3 separate regions of the Gossypium hirsutum genome follow, and regions 1 and 2 are each linked to region 3. The links are chromatin contacts, called in public Hi-C maps. All regions are on one chromosome and are shown on one strand. The core of a region is the stretch at or near the end of the contact, and the rest is flanking DNA. Distances in the headings are between cores, read along the strand shown.

What was found. A called contact is a pair of places that touch in the nucleus more often than the background predicts.
Region 1: a Hi-C map of leaf shows a contact between it and region 3, with 1.8 times the contacts expected there. The contact joins the promoter of LOC107945600 here to the promoter of LOC107945612 in region 3. A contact is called at or near these places in 3 of 34 Hi-C or Micro-C datasets (all in leaf).
Region 2: a Hi-C map of leaf shows a contact between it and region 3, with 2.2 times the contacts expected there. The contact joins the promoter of LOC107945594 here to the promoter of LOC107945612 in region 3. A contact is called at or near these places in 2 of 34 Hi-C or Micro-C datasets (both in leaf).

The regions. Positions count from the first base shown.
Region 1 is chrD12:38,823,716-38,827,092 of Gossypium_hirsutum_v2.1, reverse strand. It overlaps LOC107945600 (putative disease resistance RPP13-like protein 1), which reads left to right and starts at 1,879. Exons shown (of 2, transcript XM_016879661.2): 1 at 1,879-3,377. The coding sequence starts at 2,680. LOC107945601 reads left to right here. Exons shown (of 3, transcript XM_016879662.2): 3 at 529-823. The coding sequence ends at 651.
Region 2 is chrD12:38,767,279-38,770,690 of Gossypium_hirsutum_v2.1, reverse strand. LOC107945594 (protein transport protein SEC31 homolog B) reads left to right here and starts at 1,483. Exons shown (of 22, transcript XM_016879652.2): 1 at 1,483-2,221. The coding sequence starts at 1,905. LOC107945595 (probable aspartyl aminopeptidase) reads left to right here. Exons shown (of 6, transcript XR_005921610.1): 5 at 1-8; 6 at 92-673.
Region 3 is chrD12:39,010,604-39,014,065 of Gossypium_hirsutum_v2.1, reverse strand. LOC107945612 (transketolase, chloroplastic) reads right to left here and starts at 1,626. Exons shown (of 12, transcript XM_041106656.1): 1 at 1,377-1,626; 2 at 963-1,122; 3 at 731-799; 4 at 535-665; 5 at 304-424. It also overlaps the pseudogene LOC107945611.

The sequences.
Region 1 (3,377 bases), core at 630-3,129, 190 kb after region 3:
TTTTGGTTCCGTCGTAGCAAAACTGTTGGCCACTGGAATTGGAAGGTTTTGACAACTATTTGCTTACTTCAGCTTATCTATGGGGCCTTATAATTGTTTCATTTTGATGCTGGGTCTACCCACTGTATCACATAAAATCTTTTTAATTTCGCTATCTACATGTGTAGTTCTTTATCTCGCTTGCTTGACTGAGTGTCCGGTTCTGTGCATACATGTAGGTTTGTTATTTAGTCTTTGACTTATGCTGAGCTTAGCCTAAATAGAATATAAGCTGGAGTTTGTTACGAGTATTTGTGTTAGTTGAAGATTTTAAGAATTTAAAGAGTATATGGGGGTCATTTGAGCTATATTTCTTTTTTCCAATGGAAGACTGGCATTGCACATCGTAATTATTGATTCATGAAGCTACATGCAGAGATATATTTTCTTTTCTTTCCACCGGATATACGTGTATTTCTTGGCACTGTGAATAACAGTGACAGAGTTTGCTAACAGTAACAGAGTCTCTTCTTTACTTGATGAGAGCAGGAGTTGACCAAGTTCATAAATCACTGCAATGAGATAAAAGCAGCCACCGTTGCTAACAAGGATGGAGGCCAACTAAGTATTGTGAAGCCACCTCCAGAATCTTCTGGTAATGTGAAGGAATAGCAATGATGCTTTGTCAAATAGGGCTCCAAGTTCTAACCCAAGAACCTTCAGCTTGGATTAGAGGAGATTTTTTCCCCAAGTAATGCAACCTAAACCAGCCTTTTTGTTTGAAGATCAATTCTGTTGTGAAATGTGTTTTTGATAAAATATAGTGTTTATCTTTTTGCGCTTCCATGGATAGATATGCTACTAGTTACTATGGATATTTAACTAAAATGCTTGGGTATAATAACTCAATTGAGGATAATAATGAAAGGGAAGTCAACATGTTCAGCTAACCAAGAAGCTAGCAGGCTAGGTCGAGAAATGGGAATGAAGGTGGTATCTTAGGACCAGTTTAGCATTGTTTCTCAGAAGTACTTTTGGGTCAAAATGCACTTTTGTGTAAAAGTTAAAATTTTCTGCTTCTGCATTTAGTAAAAAAAAGTGTTTTTGCAAAGCATTATTTTGTCCCGAAAGTACTTCTAAAAAGTTCAAAAACATTTTGTTTAGTAAAGTATTTATCTCAAAAGCGCTTTTTATCCCAAAAGTTCATCTGGGAGCAATATAAACCACTATTATTACAGGATTTACAATTAAGCTCAATAATAACGCCTCAGTTTTATTTAAGCCTTAAATTTGAAATCATAATTAGAGGGAAAATACTGGTATTCAGAACTAGAATATGAATTTAGATTTATATGGAAGTTAAAATGAGGGTTAATATGATTTTGACTTTTGAATTTGGTAATTAAGTTCACTTTGGTAGTTGTATGTTTTATTGGTCTATTTTGGTACTTGAATTTAACAATTAAGTTTATTTTGATCTATGAACTTAAAAAATTAATAAATTTTTAAATGATAATATAGTACAATTTGAAAGTGTTACATTTAATGTTTTAATAATCAGACCGGTTGAATAAATCAAACTATTAATTTTTTATTTGACTAGTTTAATTAATTCAATCATCAAACTAACAATAATTAAATTAATTGTTTTAAAAATCATAAAAATCTAAAAAAATAATTTTTTACTAAATTTGTTCAATTATTGATTTTTGTCTTTATTTTCAATTTTTACCTATTTCAAATAAATTTCAAGACAATTAGTTCAATCTTTTTGTTTGGACTTTTATATTGATCAATTCTTGGTTCACTCGATTCGGTTTTATATTATCAAATTTTGATTGAATTCAAATTCAAATATCAAAATAGATCTAGTTACAAGTCTCAATCTAAAGATCAAAATAAAAAATAAAAAGAAAGTATAGATATCGAAGTTTTGAAATAAAAAAATTATATTTTCAAGAGTTAAAAACTATATTATCTTTAAACAATAATACACGAATTTAGTTATTTTTGGTACAACTTGTGATTTGGACTTAACCAAAAGGTTAAAATGCGTAAATTTATTAAAGTATGTATAAAATAAATTGCTCATAATATCATAGACAAAAGACACCAATAACATTAAGGAGATGATGTCGGTGGTGCACTAATTATTATTTAAACAAAAGACATCAACAAGAAGATGATGTCGGTGGTGGACTAATTATTATTTACTCTTTTTTTTTTCATTTATTTTGAAGAATTTTTATTTTTTACAATGATTTTTATTCATTTTTTAATTATACTATTTTTATTTTATTTTATGAAAGAATATTACAAAACATATGGGTTAAATAATAAACAAAGATAATATCAATGTCAGTATTTTTGTTGGACTGTCCGAGTGTGTTTTCTATTTCCTTTTCCTTGACATATTTCAACTCAGGTTGGGGTTTTAACTAGTACTTATCCGGAATGAATCTGAAGGCAAATAGTGTTACGGGTATTGTCTTCTTATTATTCCAAGTATTTGGTTGGACGCCAAAGGCAACTGGACTCTGCACAGTGCACATCTCATCCCTACTCTCTAGTGATCATCACTTGATGTTGTCTGAAGAGTGCATGACTTGATACTTGATGATGATGATGATGATGATGATGATGATATTCAAGACAAAGGAAGCTTAAGATAATCCTCTTCCATTTCTCGGTTTCACTCAGATGGAAATTATTGTGTCTGGTGTTGCTGATGCTCTGCTCTCTGCTTGCTTCCGCTCCCTCTGTGAAACTCTGTTGTCCCCCGACTTCAATAAATTCTCACGGGAGGAGCAACTTGTAGCCGAATTGAATAAGTGGCAGAATTTGCTGCTTAAACTGAACGCCTCGCTTGAGGATGCCGAAGAAAAGCAAATCACAACTCGATCTGTCAAACTTTGGCTCGGGGACTTACAGGATGTTGCCTTTGATGCCGAAGATGTTGTTGACGAACTTGCCACCGAGGCTTTGCGGCGGAAACAAATGAAGCACACTCTGTCTTCACCAAGCACCACTAAGGTATGGAACTTCTTTCCATCTTGTTTCCGTGCTATCAATCCAAATGCTATTAAGTTTGATGGGAAGATGAAGTTCCGAATACAAGAAATTACTGCAAAGTTTGATGAGTTAGTGGCACGAAAGAATGATTTCAGTTTAGAAGAGATTGGTAGAGGGAGGTCTGAGAAAGTATTTCAGAGTTGCACCACTTCTCTTGTTGACGAGTCTCGTGTTTATGGTAGGACAAGTGATAAAGATGCCATTGTAAACTTGTTGATAGATGGCAGAGAGATGAATAAAGGTGATATTGGTGTGGTTTCCATTGTAGGTATGGGAGGAGTAGGTAAAACTACTCTTGCTCAGTTAGTTTATAAGGACGTGAGAAT
Region 2 (3,412 bases), core at 234-2,733, 240 kb after region 3:
ATTTGCAGGTGAGGGTTCTTTCTTGTTATTAATGGTTTTCTTTTCAAGTTTTGATATCAAGTATTGATGTAAGAACTTCTCTGATTTCCAGAAATACCGGCTACACACACGAAGACTTCCAGCTACCACAACAACAACAACCCCTGCAAATCAATCAGGCCTTGTTTTGGGTGGTGGTCATGCATGGATGTGTCAAGATCAGTTTGGAGAATCCTCGAAAAGGAGCAGTTCGCAGTCGGGTTCCCCTCAAGGTCCTCTCCAGTTAGCCACAAACACCGGAGGGACCTCCACTACAGGGTGTGAGAGCATGGAAGATGATGAAGATGCAAAATCCGAGTGCTATAGTTGGAAAAGCCATGTTCAGAAACCCAGAAAAAACAATGTATAGAGTTTACCCACCATGAATTTTGCAGATAAAAAAAAAGAAAGAAAGTATACATGGGAGGAAATCATTTATCTTATACAACCACTGTATTTATACATATAAAAGGAGAAGGATCTTGAGAATTGAGAGAGACATGTAAAATTTTTGCAGGATTTAGCTTTCCTTGGATATCGGATTCATGTATCTGTTTTATTGCACAACTAGTAAAGAATTCCTGTTATCATCAATTTGGACACTTTGGCTGGAGAAATTTTCATTTCTGAATTGAAGGACTGCAATTATTGTTTATAGTGGCATTCTGGCAATTAGTTAGAAGATGAAGGGCATGTTGATGGTAACCAAGATGAGAACAAACATTTGTCAACATTAATTATTTAATATTAATTAAAATATATTTAATATTAATTATTTTAAATTATATTTTATAGTATCATATATTATGATTTTAATAAATTCATATAAGAATATTGATTATTAAGAATTTTATTAAATTATATATTTTAATTAAAATATATTTAATAATAATTATGTTAAAATATGATTAAATTATTTATTACTGATATTAATAATTTTATTAAAATTTAATAACAATAACAATAATCATTTATCTAAACAAATTTCTGTTAAGGGTATTCTAGTCATTTTAATTTTTTTCCTTATGCTATTACACCTCTATTCCATTCAACCAAACACAAGAATACTATTACGCCTCTATTCCATTACATTCAACCAAACAATTGATTTGCTATTACGCCTCTATTCCATTACGCCTCTATTCCAATACAGCGAACCAAACGTGTTGTTAAATTTTAAACAAACTATTTAAAAATACTTTTCAATTATACTGTTTTTTTAAAGCATTTTTAAAAATAATATTAAACTAACCCTAAAATTAAAAGCACTTTTAAATTTTCCTTGTCCAATTGGATTGGACTCTATCCATGGGTGCTTTTGGATGATTTCATTATGCCCACTTTTGTGGGTGTGATAGATTCATAGCCCAAACCAAATAAGGATGCGTTTCCCTCGCATTAACGGTTTACAAAATGAAGGGTCTTTTTAAGTTGGTTGGTTCTTGGATCCACCTGTCATATTTTGATTCGATGTGCTGATAAAACTCCAAGTCTCTCATCATTGAAAAACAAAACATAAAATAAAATTACCGGTTTACCACTCTCCTTTCTTCTCCTCCATCGCCAGCAGAAAAAGAAGAGAGGAAGAAAAAAAAGCCCTCACTCCACTGTGTTTTGAACACAAAATCTTCCTCTGTTTGGCCCGTTGATCGAGCTCTTTCTTTTTGTTTCTTCCATTAATAATTTCCCAAAATTAGATCAAGCCTAATTGTCCAAATTATCACCATTTTAATCCAAATCAGATCTGTCCTTGGAGTTCTTCTGTTTCAGTTCATATATCCGCCGATACTTACTATCACTCTTTGTTTGTTTTTCCACTAGTACCGAAAGATAAAACAATAGGCATTTTTGGGATAAGGAAACGTAAAAAATTTGCCTTTAATCAAATGGCGTGTATAAAAGGGGTGAATAGATCGGCGTCAGTGGTACTGGCGCCGGACGCGCCATATATGGCAGCGGGGACCATGGCTGGAGCAGTGGATCTATCATTCAGCTCATCGGCGAGTCTAGAGATCTTTAAGCTTGATTTCCAGAATGACGATCGTGAGCTTACCGTCGTAGGCGAGTATCCCAGCTCAGAGCGCTTTAACCGCCTCACTTGGGCCAAGAACGGATCCGCTTCCGATGAGTTTTCACTCGGGCTCATTGCTGGTGGCCTCGTTGATGGCAACATCGATCTTTGGAATCCCTTAACCCTGATTGGGTAAATTGGATTTTTATAAGCTCTCTCTATAATATGCATCTAGTTTGCTTTATCTAATTCACCTTAATTTTCAGTTGAATTGGAAATGTGGTAAATTGCAAGGCATTTTTCTTAATCTTTAAGGTAATTGGGTATATTGCGGGTTTTAATTGTATATAATGTCTGTGTAAAAGGGTGACTGCCTTCTAGCAAGTTGCTATATACTATGGAGTTATTTATTGCGCATTGATACACTTTCTATCTCAGCTTTCTATACTTTTTGGTACTTATTTACATTGAATTGCCTGGTTCTTTGGAGTGGATCAATTGGGTACCGAAGGGAATTTCGTGTTTCATATGGTCTATAAAAATTGGTATTTAAGCTGTTGAGCTTGTTTAATTTAAGGCTAGAATTTTTATGATTTGATTTAGTAATAACGCGCCCACAATTTATGAGCTTTAGATTATTTATTATTACATTATTTGATGAATGGTTGGACGGAATTAATTCTGGCTGAAATATTTTGAAATTCAGTTCCCAAGTAAATTTCTATTGCCTTGTTTGTGTTGAGCTGTTATAAGTTAAATGAATGTTAGTTTGCCGTGTCTGATCTTTGCACTGTCTTTGAGTAGTCAAGACGAGTGGTTTGCATTTGGTCTAATTTGTCAATGGTACTGTTTTGCTGTTAGGAATTAGTAGCGAGAGTGAATGAAACTTGGGGGTTCATTGTTCAGTATTTGAATCGTAAGTCAGGCTGGTTCTTTTGTGCCTGGTTATGACTGGATGATTTATAGAAAAATAAAGAATATTGTTAAATCACTGGAAATTTTTTGTTCCCTGGTCTTGCTGGTTACAATGTGTCATGTTGCATTTATCAAAAAATTAAACGAATATCTTCATCTTTTGGGATTTCTTTTTTCCTAAAATGGTTCTTGATTGGGACCCTTTGACTGGGAAGAGTAACCTTTTGACTTTTTCATCTCCTCGCTTATGGACTTTGTTTTCTAGATTATTGGATTTGATAACTTTCACATTTCACTTTTAAGATTTTTTTTCTTTTATTTTTGTTAATAAGTACTAGTATTTTTTTGCTACTGTGGTTTCTTTAACAATCTTATCATGTCTTGGGACATTGATTTCATTATTAGCTTTGTTTTTTCACGGTTTGAAAACAATTGACATCATCTTAGATATTTTACTATATATGATAA
Region 3 (3,462 bases), core at 377-2,876:
GGATGCTCTTGTTACGCAAGTATTTAAAGCCAAATATTTCCCAAATGACCATTTTTTAAATTTCCATTTAGGAAATTCTTGTTCCTACGTGTGGAAAAGTATTTGGGCAGCTAAAGCCTTATTGACAAAAGGACAATGTTGGAGGGTGGGTACGGGTACTAGTATATCTATTAATGATGCTTGGATTCCAGATTCAGTTAATTTTAAATTATCAACAGTGATCAATTCTATGCACGAGTCCAAAGTTAATGAGTTGATCGACAGTAATAATAGACTTCGGAAAAAGGAGCTGATAAATAGTACCTTCACAGAAGAAGACGCTGTAAGAATCCTTCGAATCCCTCTGGCACGAACACCTCATAAAGATTTTCTCATTTGGGGAGGTGAAATGTCGGGTGAATTCACGGTCCGAAGTGCCTATAAACTATTACAGAGTTCGGATGAAAATCCTAGAGCTTATGCTTTACAAACCATCTACAGAAAATTCTACAAAAAACTTTAGAGCCTGAATCTACCAACAAAAATAAAGCTTACAATATGGAGGCTTTCATGGAATTATCTGCCTACAAAGGTAAATATGCAGCACAGGAAGCTAGCAGTCAACACAAATTGTCCCCGATGTGGAGAAATAGCTGAAACAATGAACCATTTATTTCGAGAATGCCCTGTTACAGTAGAAGTATGGATAACACTATCATTTCAGAATATTATGATGAATCAAAACACGGACTTTGTACAGTGGCTTATCTAGGTGTTTGAGCAGCTCAACCCTTGTCAAGGTCGCCTTTTCTACTGCGTACTTTGGGCCATATGATGAGATCGAAACAGAAGAGTACACGAAGAAAAAGTCAGAAATGGAAAGTAAATTGCAAATTTTATAAAAAATTACATTACTGAGCTAACTGGTTTTGAAAAAAGAGACCCGGTAATAATAACAAAAAACAAAAGATGGAGGTACCCACAGTGGGATTTCATCAAGATTAACTTTGACGGTGCATACAATGAGAGCCAGAACCGGTCAGCTTCAGGTATTTTGGCCAGAGATGCGGAAGGAAAAGTTCTTTTATCTTGTTCAGAAATCCACAAAGACATATCCTCTGCTCTTGCTGCTGAATCAATAGCCTGTTGAAAAGCAGTCCAAATAGGAGTCGAAAAAGGGATGGCAGTCAATCATCTTTGAAAGAGATTCCCTCGTAATAATAAAGAAATGCAACACAAAGGGTCAAGATCGATCACTAGTAGGGGCATATATTTATGATATCCAACAGAAAATAAAAGGCTTAAATAATATCAGATTTCAACATACACCAAGATCTGCGAACAATCTTGCACATATTCTTGCAAAAGAAACGCTAAGAAGAAGAGAGGAAATATACCTGGAAATGGAGGTCCCTGCGTATGCTGAAGATCAAACAAGGTATGATGGGGTGTACGAACCAGATTAGGAAAGCTTCAGGAGATGAAGAATGGAAGAGAGAAAGTTTCAAAACAAAAAAGGAAATGAAGCAATCTACAAGGAAAGTTTTGAAAATTGAAATCGTCAAAAGGAAATTGAAATGACATAAAGAGGAAAAAATAGATTTCAGTAAATTCTGATTGGGCAACGGATCGGTGCATTTAGTGTCGTTTCTAGAGTTTTCCATAATAATATCTAGATATTTGTTTGACTATGGCCATCTGTAATGGGTCGTTTGCTTAGGTTTAGGTATCAATTTTTTTGGATTAATATTTTTGGGTCGTTTTCTTAAGTTTAGGTATAATTTGTTTGAACAGATGTTGTTTATTATTTTATTAATAAAAAGCCCAATCTGAAAATTTCAAAAAAAAAGTTAATATAAAAATCAAATGAATATTTAATTGAAATGTTAAAATTAAATGTTTAAAACATATTACGTTTAGAGTTAAATCTCATTATAATTGGATTATTATTGATTTTATATAAAAAGAATATGAAAAGACAAAAATATCTTTATTATAAAATAACTCATTTAATAATTTATCAATTAAGTTAGTATCTAATTAACTCATGACACCAACAAATTGAAAATAGTTCAAAGAGGAATTACAAATTCATAAACATATAAAATCACAAAAGCAACATAAGAAATTTGGATGGTTCCTTTTATTATTAAAAACAAAAACAGCCACAAAAAGCACCTAATAATGCCTAGCAAAGTTCCTTTGCTGCTGCAACAACAACCTCTGGTGTTAAATTGAATTCTTTGTATAATCTACCTGTCGGTGCACTTGTCCCAAACCAATCAATTCCAATTGCCTTCCCTTTCAATCCAACAATCTTATTCCACCCGAAAGTTGATTCAGCTTCAATATTTAGCCTAGATGATACACTAGATGGTAAAACACTTTCTTTGTAGGCGTTTCATTGATTATCGAATAGTTCCCAAGAAATAAGGGAGACGACCCGAACAGCTTTTCTGCCCTTCCTTAGTTCGTTGGCAGCTTTAACAGTAATTTCCAATTCAGAACCAGTTCCGATTAGGACTATGTCGAGGTTGTTTCCTGAAAAATTGTCTGATATAATGTAGCCACCTTTTTCGACCCCCTCGATGGAAGTTCTAAATAGTTGGGGTAGTTCTCATTGAAAGAGTGTGATAATGGAATGTGTGTTTCTATAGAGGATAGTAATTTTGTATGCACCGGCAGTTTCGTTTCCATTAGCTGGACGAAGCATGAAAACATTAGGCATTGCATGAAAGCTAGCTAAGTGTTCGATTGGTTAATGGGTTGGTCCATTTTCCCTGCTACCAATGGAATCGTGTGTCATAATGTAAATAACTCTGGCTTGACTCAATGCAGACATCCTAATAGCAGCTATCATGTAATCGGTGAAAACGAAAAAAGTAGCACAATACGGAATAAGGTCGGGGCTATGATATGTAATGCTGTTGCAAATGACTCCAATTCCGTGTTCTCTAACACCAAACCTAATATTACGTTCCTCGGGGGTGTCTTTTTGAAAATTACCATACATTTTGAGCAAGGTCATGTTGGAAGAAGCAAGGTCTGCACTTCCACCGAGAAAACCCGGGAGTACTTTTACAAAAGCATTGGGATTTTGTTGAGGGAGGTTTCTCGTAGCATTAGCCGGGCTCTCCAGAGTATATATTTGAAAATTTGTAAACAAAAAAGGCTCATTTTACATACGAAACAAGATTTGTCTAAGAATTTAAGTGTTTGACTAAATTTAGTTGAGACTCAGGAATCAAGACAATAAGAGGATTACTCACTGGAAGTGCTTATCCCATCTGGCTGGTAGTTCACCAGTGATTATTAATTTGAGCTCTGTAGCTTCATCTTTGTATTTCTTCTCATATTCAGCAAACTTTTCATTCTATTCGACTTCAAGGGCAGCTCCCTGTTGGACATGGCGACTCCAATGCCTATAAATACGGGAAAAAGTTTCGAACACCAAACAAGAAAACATAATCAAATGCATATATT